Linked DNA regions of Mus musculus: regions 2 and 3 are each linked to region 1. A link is a contact called in public HiChIP or PLAC-seq data. All regions are on one chromosome and are shown on one strand. Each heading gives the region's core, a stretch centred on a gene start, on an enhancer-like site or on the middle of the called end of the contact. The rest is flanking DNA. Distances are from core to core; before and after follow the strand shown.

What was found. HiChIP or PLAC-seq counts read pairs in DNA pulled down with a chosen protein or histone mark.
Region 2: a FOXA1 HiChIP or PLAC-seq map of pancreatic cancer cells shows a contact between it and region 1. The contact joins two enhancer-like sites. A contact is called at or near these places in 3 of 484 Hi-C or Micro-C datasets (liver and trophoblast stem cells) and 2 of 115 datasets of contacts at active chromatin or transcription factors (embryonic stem cells and pancreatic cancer cells).
Region 3: a contact with region 1 is called in an HNF4G HiChIP or PLAC-seq map of pancreatic cancer cells. The contact joins the promoter of Prss23 here to the enhancer-like site in region 1. A contact is called at or near these places in 1 of 15 datasets of contacts at CTCF or cohesin (large pre-B cells), 7 of 484 Hi-C or Micro-C datasets (cerebral cortex, embryonic fibroblasts, liver and 3 more), 2 of 115 datasets of contacts at active chromatin or transcription factors (pancreatic cancer cells and stem cell-derived neural progenitor cells) and 3 of 9 other capture datasets (adipose tissue, liver and macrophages).

What each region holds. Positions count from the first base shown.
Region 1 is chr7:89,698,681-89,701,206 of GRCm38.p6, forward strand. The region is part of intron 1 of Me3 (malic enzyme 3, NADP(+)-dependent, mitochondrial); the gene reads left to right. Among named protein-coding and RNA genes, the nearest start is that of Me3, 67 kb to the left of the region's middle. Within about 2 kb of position 1,266, at least 31 of the 459 cell types and tissues checked have an H3K27ac peak or open chromatin away from gene starts, as enhancers often do. A contact at or near this core is called in neural progenitor cells, pancreatic cancer cells and stem cell-derived neural progenitor cells, where this site is marked.
Region 2 is chr7:89,498,898-89,501,423 of GRCm38.p6, forward strand. No RefSeq gene overlaps it. Among named protein-coding and RNA genes, the nearest start is that of Prss23, 17 kb to the right of the region's middle. Within about 2 kb of position 1,259, at least 52 of the 459 cell types and tissues checked have an H3K27ac peak or open chromatin away from gene starts, as enhancers often do. A contact at or near this core is called in pancreatic cancer cells, where this site is marked.
Region 3 is chr7:89,516,327-89,518,852 of GRCm38.p6, forward strand. Prss23 (protease, serine 23) reads right to left here and starts at 1,260. Exons shown (of 2, transcript NM_029614.4): 1 at 1,121-1,260.

The sequences.
Region 1 (2,526 bases), core at 16-2,515:
CAGAGACACAGGCCTTGTCTCTCGATCTCTTTGCTACAGCTGATTTAGAGTTAGGCTCATTGCAAAATTAATATTTGACAAACACCTTCTCTGTTCTTTGGTTCTTTCATTCTATACCATAAACATATTTAAGGAACATACTACTTATGCTTCTACTGGACTCAGTTCTGTGTCAGAATATGTTTATGTCCCCTAAATTACTGCCTACTGCCAAGCAGTTGGGAAATAACCAATAGGCACATGGGGGTTTGCTAGCACAAGAGTTAGGGTGTTACAAAGCCATTTCCACACAAGTGTATGATGTACCTTGAGCATGCCCATCCCCCAGGTATCTAGAAAATGGCTCTAGAGCTCCATTCCCTTTCTGAAGGACAGATAGCAGATGAGATTAATGCTGCAGTGTTATCAAGCAGAATGGAGACTTGGCCTGGAACTGTTCTCAAAATTAGATCAAGGACACATTGAGTTTATTCCAAGATTAACTTTGTCTAATAATAATAATAATCTTTGTTAAAACTCACTGACTACATGGTATAGCCACTGGAACATTGCCCATGTCCATTACATAATCCCACACCCATGCTTCTATAAGCAACCTTAACTAAACTCAGTACGTGGCACAGAAAAGACACAGAAGTTCAGGGGAGCTTGTTGGATATAAGGGTTCAGCAGTGTGAAGATTAGAAGAGATAATGGGGTGTATATTAGCAAAATGTATTATTTACATGCATGAAATCATGAAAGAACAGATTTAAAAAAAAAAAAAAAAACACTGATTTCCGTATCTCTGGACACAGTCTACTGGAAACTGGAAAACTTGATATACATGAGCCTCACAGAAGGGAGTGGAGAGAATGTTCCCCCTCTAACGATCTGCAAATCTCTCTTAAGCACTTCTTTCCTGGTTCATTTTTTTTTTTCTAAAGCTATCGATTTGGCTCTTTGTGGGTACATTTTCCCTCTCTAGAAAAACAAAAGAGCCATGTCTTAATCAGAAGGAAATGATTAATGGAGTGCATGGTGGGGGAGGGAGAGAAGATGAAGTCAGAGAAGGCTGCACAGAGTGTTGAGTGACAAGAAGAGTAAGCTGGGGGGTGGGGCAGCAAAGGTGTGACAACACAGAAGAGCTCGGGTCATTGAAGGCACCCTGTGTGTCCTGGAATGACTTCCCTTGAAGCCATCCAAGTAATGGTAGAAGTAGAGGTTAGGGTGATTTGCAAACTATTTAATGCTGAGTATGGCATGGCTCTGAACCAATTGAAATGGAGGCCAGCCAATTCAGAGCCCTGTGAAATGCTGGGCCACTCTCAGGCCTGCCAGTAAGCCTGTGAAGTAACTTGTGGCCAGATGATCCTAAATGAAAAGAAGTACAATCGCATTTGCAATTGAGATCATCCTTACGGGAGGCTAGATTGCTTAATGTCGTAATGGCTGTGAATGTGTGAAACTGACAGAATTTACTCAGCAAGTCATTTCAAAATGAAATGTTGATTGGAGTCCCACACCCAACTATGGAAAGAAGTCTGCACTGCAGTCCAGAGTGATGGCCGCAGCAGCAGCAGCCATAGTAAAGCCCACAAGGGGCCAAACCAGAACTAAACCTTTGGTCTATGAGAAACCAAACCTTATCTCCTTTTCATGTCATTAGTGCCAGGGTGACTTTTAGGCAAAGCCCAGCTTGGCATTAACTGCTGAGTTTATATACCACAAACAGCAACTCACCTACTTATGTATTCTTGATCAGCAGTAGGGCTGATCAAGGCAGGAAGGTAAACATTCGTTAATTTAAAGCAAGATTTTTCCAGACAACGGGCCTCCAAGTCAAGTGATTACCAAGCAAAGGCACCATGCATGTCACCATCCTGAAATCCCTCTACTCTTTCGGCTGGGAGAGTCATCAGCACTGTGGATTAAGGTCACTTCCCAGTGTGTAATGAAGGGTTTGCCATTAGATCTGAAGGAGAACTGACCCCTGAGCAGCATCTGGGGACCATTAGTCACTGGGTTGTCAGGGATGTTTGTTGTCAGACTCCTGAAACATAATGAGCTTCCCTTATAGAGAGGAAAGTGACAACCCCCTAAGCACCCTGAGACAGCTTCTGGGGACAATTCACTGGCTGTCCTTTAGGATGGCACTTGGCTGTAAGTGGCCAGAGATGCCCTCATTCTTTTGTAGTGAGCTACTGCTGGCAAAGTTGATCCCACTTCATCAAGAGTCTTCTAAACCAGACCTTGAGATATTTCCCTTACTCTAAGGCACACAGCATGTCAAAGGTCTAGGGGGTAAATAGTGTACTTAGAGCCAGGAATGTGACTAGGACCAAGTGACCCCTCAGGCTCCATGCCTGTGAAAGTAATTCTGTTCTAATTTGTGGCTGCTGTCATGGTTGCATAAGGCATTAGGGAGCGACGTAACCAATCATTGCTGTATATGAGCCACATGACAATGGTGTTGTTCTCATTGGTTCAGACAGCACTAGGAGAGTGGAAAGACAGAGTCTTTCCTCTGAAATGTACTCTTAGAAA
Region 2 (2,526 bases), core at 9-2,508, 200 kb before region 1:
GGGCATGCACCATTTCAGTTTTACCTAAATGAGTGCCTTGCACACAGCACGTTCTATAAATACAAAGAAGTAAGTATCCTCCTACCATGTACTGTTACCCCACTGATTGCTTTATACTCACTCTACTCTTAAATGTTGAGTGTATGTGCTTACCAGCGTGTATGTATATGCGCCATGTCCATATAGATGCCCACAGAGGACAGGAAGAGGGTGTTGAATCCCAAGGAATTGGAGTGACCGGTGATTGTGAGCCATTGAGAACTGGCCAATGTGAGTATTAGGAGTTGGACCAATGTCCTTGTCAAGAGCAGCAGGTGTCCCTAATCATCTCTCCATCCCCAGTACTCCAACCTTGCTGGGAGAAGTCTCTAATCCAATTCTGCAGACCCTGTGTTGCTGGAGAGGAAATAGCATCAGCTTGTGTGATCGACTGTCCTCTTACAATTTAGATTTTAACAAAAGTAAGATTTTTCTTGAAAAATCTTTTAATAAAACCATTTTAAATTCTGAGAACTTCTTGGTACTCTTTAATGAGCCAATAAGGCTTTAAATTAGTAATGTTTGCTGCACTGAGCTTCCTGGTACAGATGTCTGGGATCTAACATCCAGCAGAGAGTCAGGCATTGACACTCACAGATCAGGCCTCTCCTTCATTTTCTACAGGATCTCAAAGGCTTTCCAAGGCATTTGGATGAAGCTCAAATGGTTGGGCGTGAACAAGTCACAGTTCCAACTATCCAGATGGAGCCAAGAAGTCTGGGACCAACTGCGGGGGAGCCCCCAGAGTGCTAACTTGTTTATTATGGATGAGAGTATGGGACTCGCGCCCAGCTGCATTCAGCATATATAATTGGCATTTTCAAAGTGCAACACAGCCTTTAAGTCATCCATGCACCCCTAGATTACCTGGCATCACGCCAATGTTGACAGAGAAAGTGAACGCCAGGCAAGTGGAAAACAGCGCTGAAGCAAAGCCACAATGGAAACTTCTAGGAAGGATTTCACCGCGGTCAGTAGAATGCATCGATCGTCACAAAGTGCCTGGACTACTTTGCACATTGCTTACCTTCAAGGGAAAAGGGAGAGGCTGTGTTTGGATGTCCCCTTTGTAAATGGGAGAAGATGTGGAAAAGACAAAGTTAAATCAAATACTTAGTAGAGCCACCAGAAAGTCCCTTTTGGGTTCGGAGAATTGGAGGAGAGCAGCATAGTTATAAGTCAAGGAAACCACTAGGGGGCAACCCAAGAATGGGGGAAAAGCAGCGGCGGCCGAGAAAAGTTGCTTTCTATACTATTCGAGGAAAGCTGAGATCACGCAGTAAGCAGAACAAGGTGATATTTCAACATGTTGATTTTTACCCAAGGTTACTCTTGACTTGGGAATTCCTCCTAACTGGTCAGAAACACTAAGCAACAACTCTCTAAACAGAATTGTGCTATCAGGAGAAACTGCAGCGCTAGAGTAGTGCACCTGACGGTTTTAAATTCCTTCTCCAGGGCAGTGGGAAACTTTGAAATGCTCGCAAATGGGAAGGACATTTAATTAATGGTAGATATAAAGTGACAGAGAGTAAAGAAAATCTGAGCACGCTTAGCGAGTGTTTATTACCCAACGCTGGCTGTTTGGTAAACAATAAACTGAAAGGAATTACACGTGTTAATGCCCAGGTTTATAGATTCAAGTGTGATCACAATGTTTTAGCCTTTTCCACAACTCTCATGAAAAATTAGATTTTTCGATTTAAATTCCCCTTTCTCCCAGTAAGTCTTGATGGCATTTTTCTATATTTAAGAACTCCAAAAGAACAGAGCAGGGGCGTTAGAGACTTTATGGAACAGAAGAACAGTCACAATTGAGGTGATCAGTACAGAATGATTCTTCCTGGTACTCTGCTGTAGCTGGCCGACAAACATCTTTGCTACAGTGGGAAAGCAAGATGAGATATTTTGTGGAGTTTCCTATCTTTGCGTTGGACTGCCCTGGCAATTATCTGGGAGTAGTAAAGCATGCCATTTTAAAAGGAAAATGTTCTGTGTCCCAGAATGGCTTATCCACAGAGGACATTAGTCACGCTTGGGTCACACTGCTTTGCCAAACATGGCATTTTTTCCCATCGGGGAACTGGATATAGAACTGGTATTAATAAATCCAAGAAAGGAAATGCAGCGGTGAGGCTGGACACTAACTGGGAGATTTATTAAAGTGTATGGGAGATTCTCAGCTAGTTTAACTCACAGAGTGGTAATTACATGTCATTGATGCCAAGATAGTTCTGTAGAGAGGGTGATCCCTGAGCCCTGGGAAATAGGGACAGTGTCTTTACTATAGTGACACGCAAGCATCTTGAACACACAGATGTGCAACGTTCTCTCTGCAATTCTGGGATGAGTGTGGGGGTGGGACTGGTACCCATTGTAGATTGTTTGCTGGGTAAGTAATTATGCCTGGAGAGATGGGAAAGGGCAAGCTAAGAGGAGGGGAGCTTGACCAATGACCAAAGATAAAAAACACAGGTATGTTCAGTA
Region 3 (2,526 bases), core at 10-2,509, 180 kb before region 1:
TCACTCCTAGGAGACTCCTAGAAAGACAGGTAATAGTTCTTTTAAACACTTTCCCCCCCCGAAACAATGTCTAACAATATCCTGATACTAATTTGCAATAGGGATTTTGGAAAAACCTAACTTCAACTATAAATCAAACTCTTCTCACAGAGCCTGATAAGGCTATTTTGTATTGACCTATCTGTCCTTAAGGCATTCGCTAGGACCTCTCAAGTTCACTTACAAGACCTGGGAGTAGCAATTTCTATACTAACCGAGATCCTGAATCATCTGGAACTTTCCACAGGCTACGGGCTGTTTCTAAATTCTCGTGGATGTCACCCAATGGACAATAAAACAAACAGGATTTTAATCAGAGGCTTTTCTCAAGGGATGCTCTGAGGGAGGTGGGAGGGAGAATCGGCTCCATTTCAGGAGGGGGTGGTATTGCTCCATCTAAACACATCTTCCTCTCTTAAAAGTTCTAGGGGAGGGCAAATCTTTTCTTTCAGTTAGCAATTTGTGATAAATGGCTACATGCTGAAGAAATATTTGCTTCCAACAACTGTTGATAGCCCAGGCATAATTTTCTAGATTTAGCACTCAGAGCAAAGTCGGCACCCAGCACAGAGCCTGATCCCAACTTGTGTTTGCTGACTTTTTCTTGCTTGTTAAGGTGTGTTCATAGTCACGTGCCAGGTTAAAAATTAATGCTCAGAGCACGATGAAGTCAGATACAGTAGGCGCAAAACTCAAAGAAAGAAAATGGTAGAGGTTACAGTGTGTGTTCGTGGGGGAGAGCCTACCTTGACCTCTCCAGGGACACCTTGCCATACACAGCTCCACTTGACCCCTAGACAACACCTTGCATCCAAGACAGCGCTTTCAAAACCTTCTTTTCCCCATCCACTTTAAGAGAGACACTGAGTGAATCCAAACGCTGTACAGAGCCGGTGTCCGGGGAGGGAGGCTCTTTCAGGCTCTTGTCCTAAGCCCAGAGTCTGTGCGGAAGCCACGGCAAACTCCCCGGTGTTACCCGCAGCCACCCCACCCCGCGCGCACCCGACTCTTTGTCCGGCTCCGGCACACGCCTGGTCCTTCGGACCCAGCGGGAGACGCCGGGTCCCCGCATCGCACTCACCCGCGTGGAGCAGCCCGCCGGGGCCGCGGCCGTGCGCCGCTCAGACAGGTGTGGGCGCCCGGAGGACGCGCGCGGCTCCCATGCCTGCTCCGCAGAGTGGCCGAGTGCGAGCCTGAGGTCCAGCAGAGCCTGCAGCACCCGGTCCGCCCCCCATCCCCTCCCCTTCGCCTCCCGGGCCCTCCCGCCCCGCCCCCAGCCGCGAGCCGCGCAGCCCGCCGGCCGTCGCCTCCCCTTCCCCTAGCCGCCTGCCTCCAGCCAGCGTCACCCTGCTATTCAGAGGTCCAGAACCCTCGGGCCCCGCGCAGGTGGGTCTCCGCAGCGCGTCACCACCAGCGGGTCCCCGTACTCGATGCCCCTGCACCGTGTCCGATGAACGGCTCCTACCAGTGACTCTTGCACTCTCCCGCTCTAGACAACTTCACACCAAGTTCTAGGGGTCTACATTGCCCAGAGTCTGCTAAAGCAATGCTCCAGAGTGGGCGGTCCCTTCCAACCTTCCAGTCCTCCAGCACCCCGGGTGCGTGGAGCGCCGCTAGGCAAGTTTGCAAAGCAGAATTCAAACTTGTAAGCTCCTCACCCGTGCGCATTCTGTGCGCCTTGAATAGTGACGACCGAGCTCCTTTCCACCTTAGTTCCTCCTCTAGCGCTTCTAGAGTGTACCTCAGTTTGTAATCCAGAGGCAGGCTACCGAGGTTGCAGGCCCTGCAGTTCAGCTGCTAGCATACTGGGTCCCAGAGCACAGCAAGGGATCGCGGACTTGGCAGCTTCCCAGGGGTTGACTGGTGACGCCCCCGGCCTGGTCTTTACTGGGGCACCAGGGCACCAGCTGGTGGAGCCACCTCCTAGCTTATGGTGCCTGTTTCCCTAAATCACTGGAGAAGTCCACACCTGGGGGACTGAGTCAGCCTGGTGACCTCACTATTTAAATATCTAATGCTATATAGTCTTAGTAGTCTCTTAAGACTATCCACACATCCATTTCTGTGAACCAACCCTTCATGCAGGTCATGGAGATGAAAAGGGTGGAGCTGTGGATTTCCCCTCAGGACTGGAGGACTGGAGAGGCCTAATCTTGCTAGCAGTCAGACAGCTCCTGAACAGTAGGACAAAATTTTGCAGAGGTCGTTTTCTTCTCTCCTCCTCCTCCTCCTCCTCCTCCTCCTCCTCCTCCTCCTCCTCCTCTCCCTCCTCCTCCTCTCCCTCCTCCTCCTCCTCCTCCTCTCCCTCCTTCTCCTCCTTCTCCTCCTCCTCCTGCTCCTCCTCCTCCTCCTCTTCCTCCTCCTCCTCCTCCTCCTCCTCCTCCTCTTCCTCCTCCTTCTTTTTTCTCCTGTCAATCCCAGAGTAGCCTTCCTTTTTTCCTGTCAAAGCTTGCCCTCAGAAAGGGAGGGCCTGACATCCTATTCCAC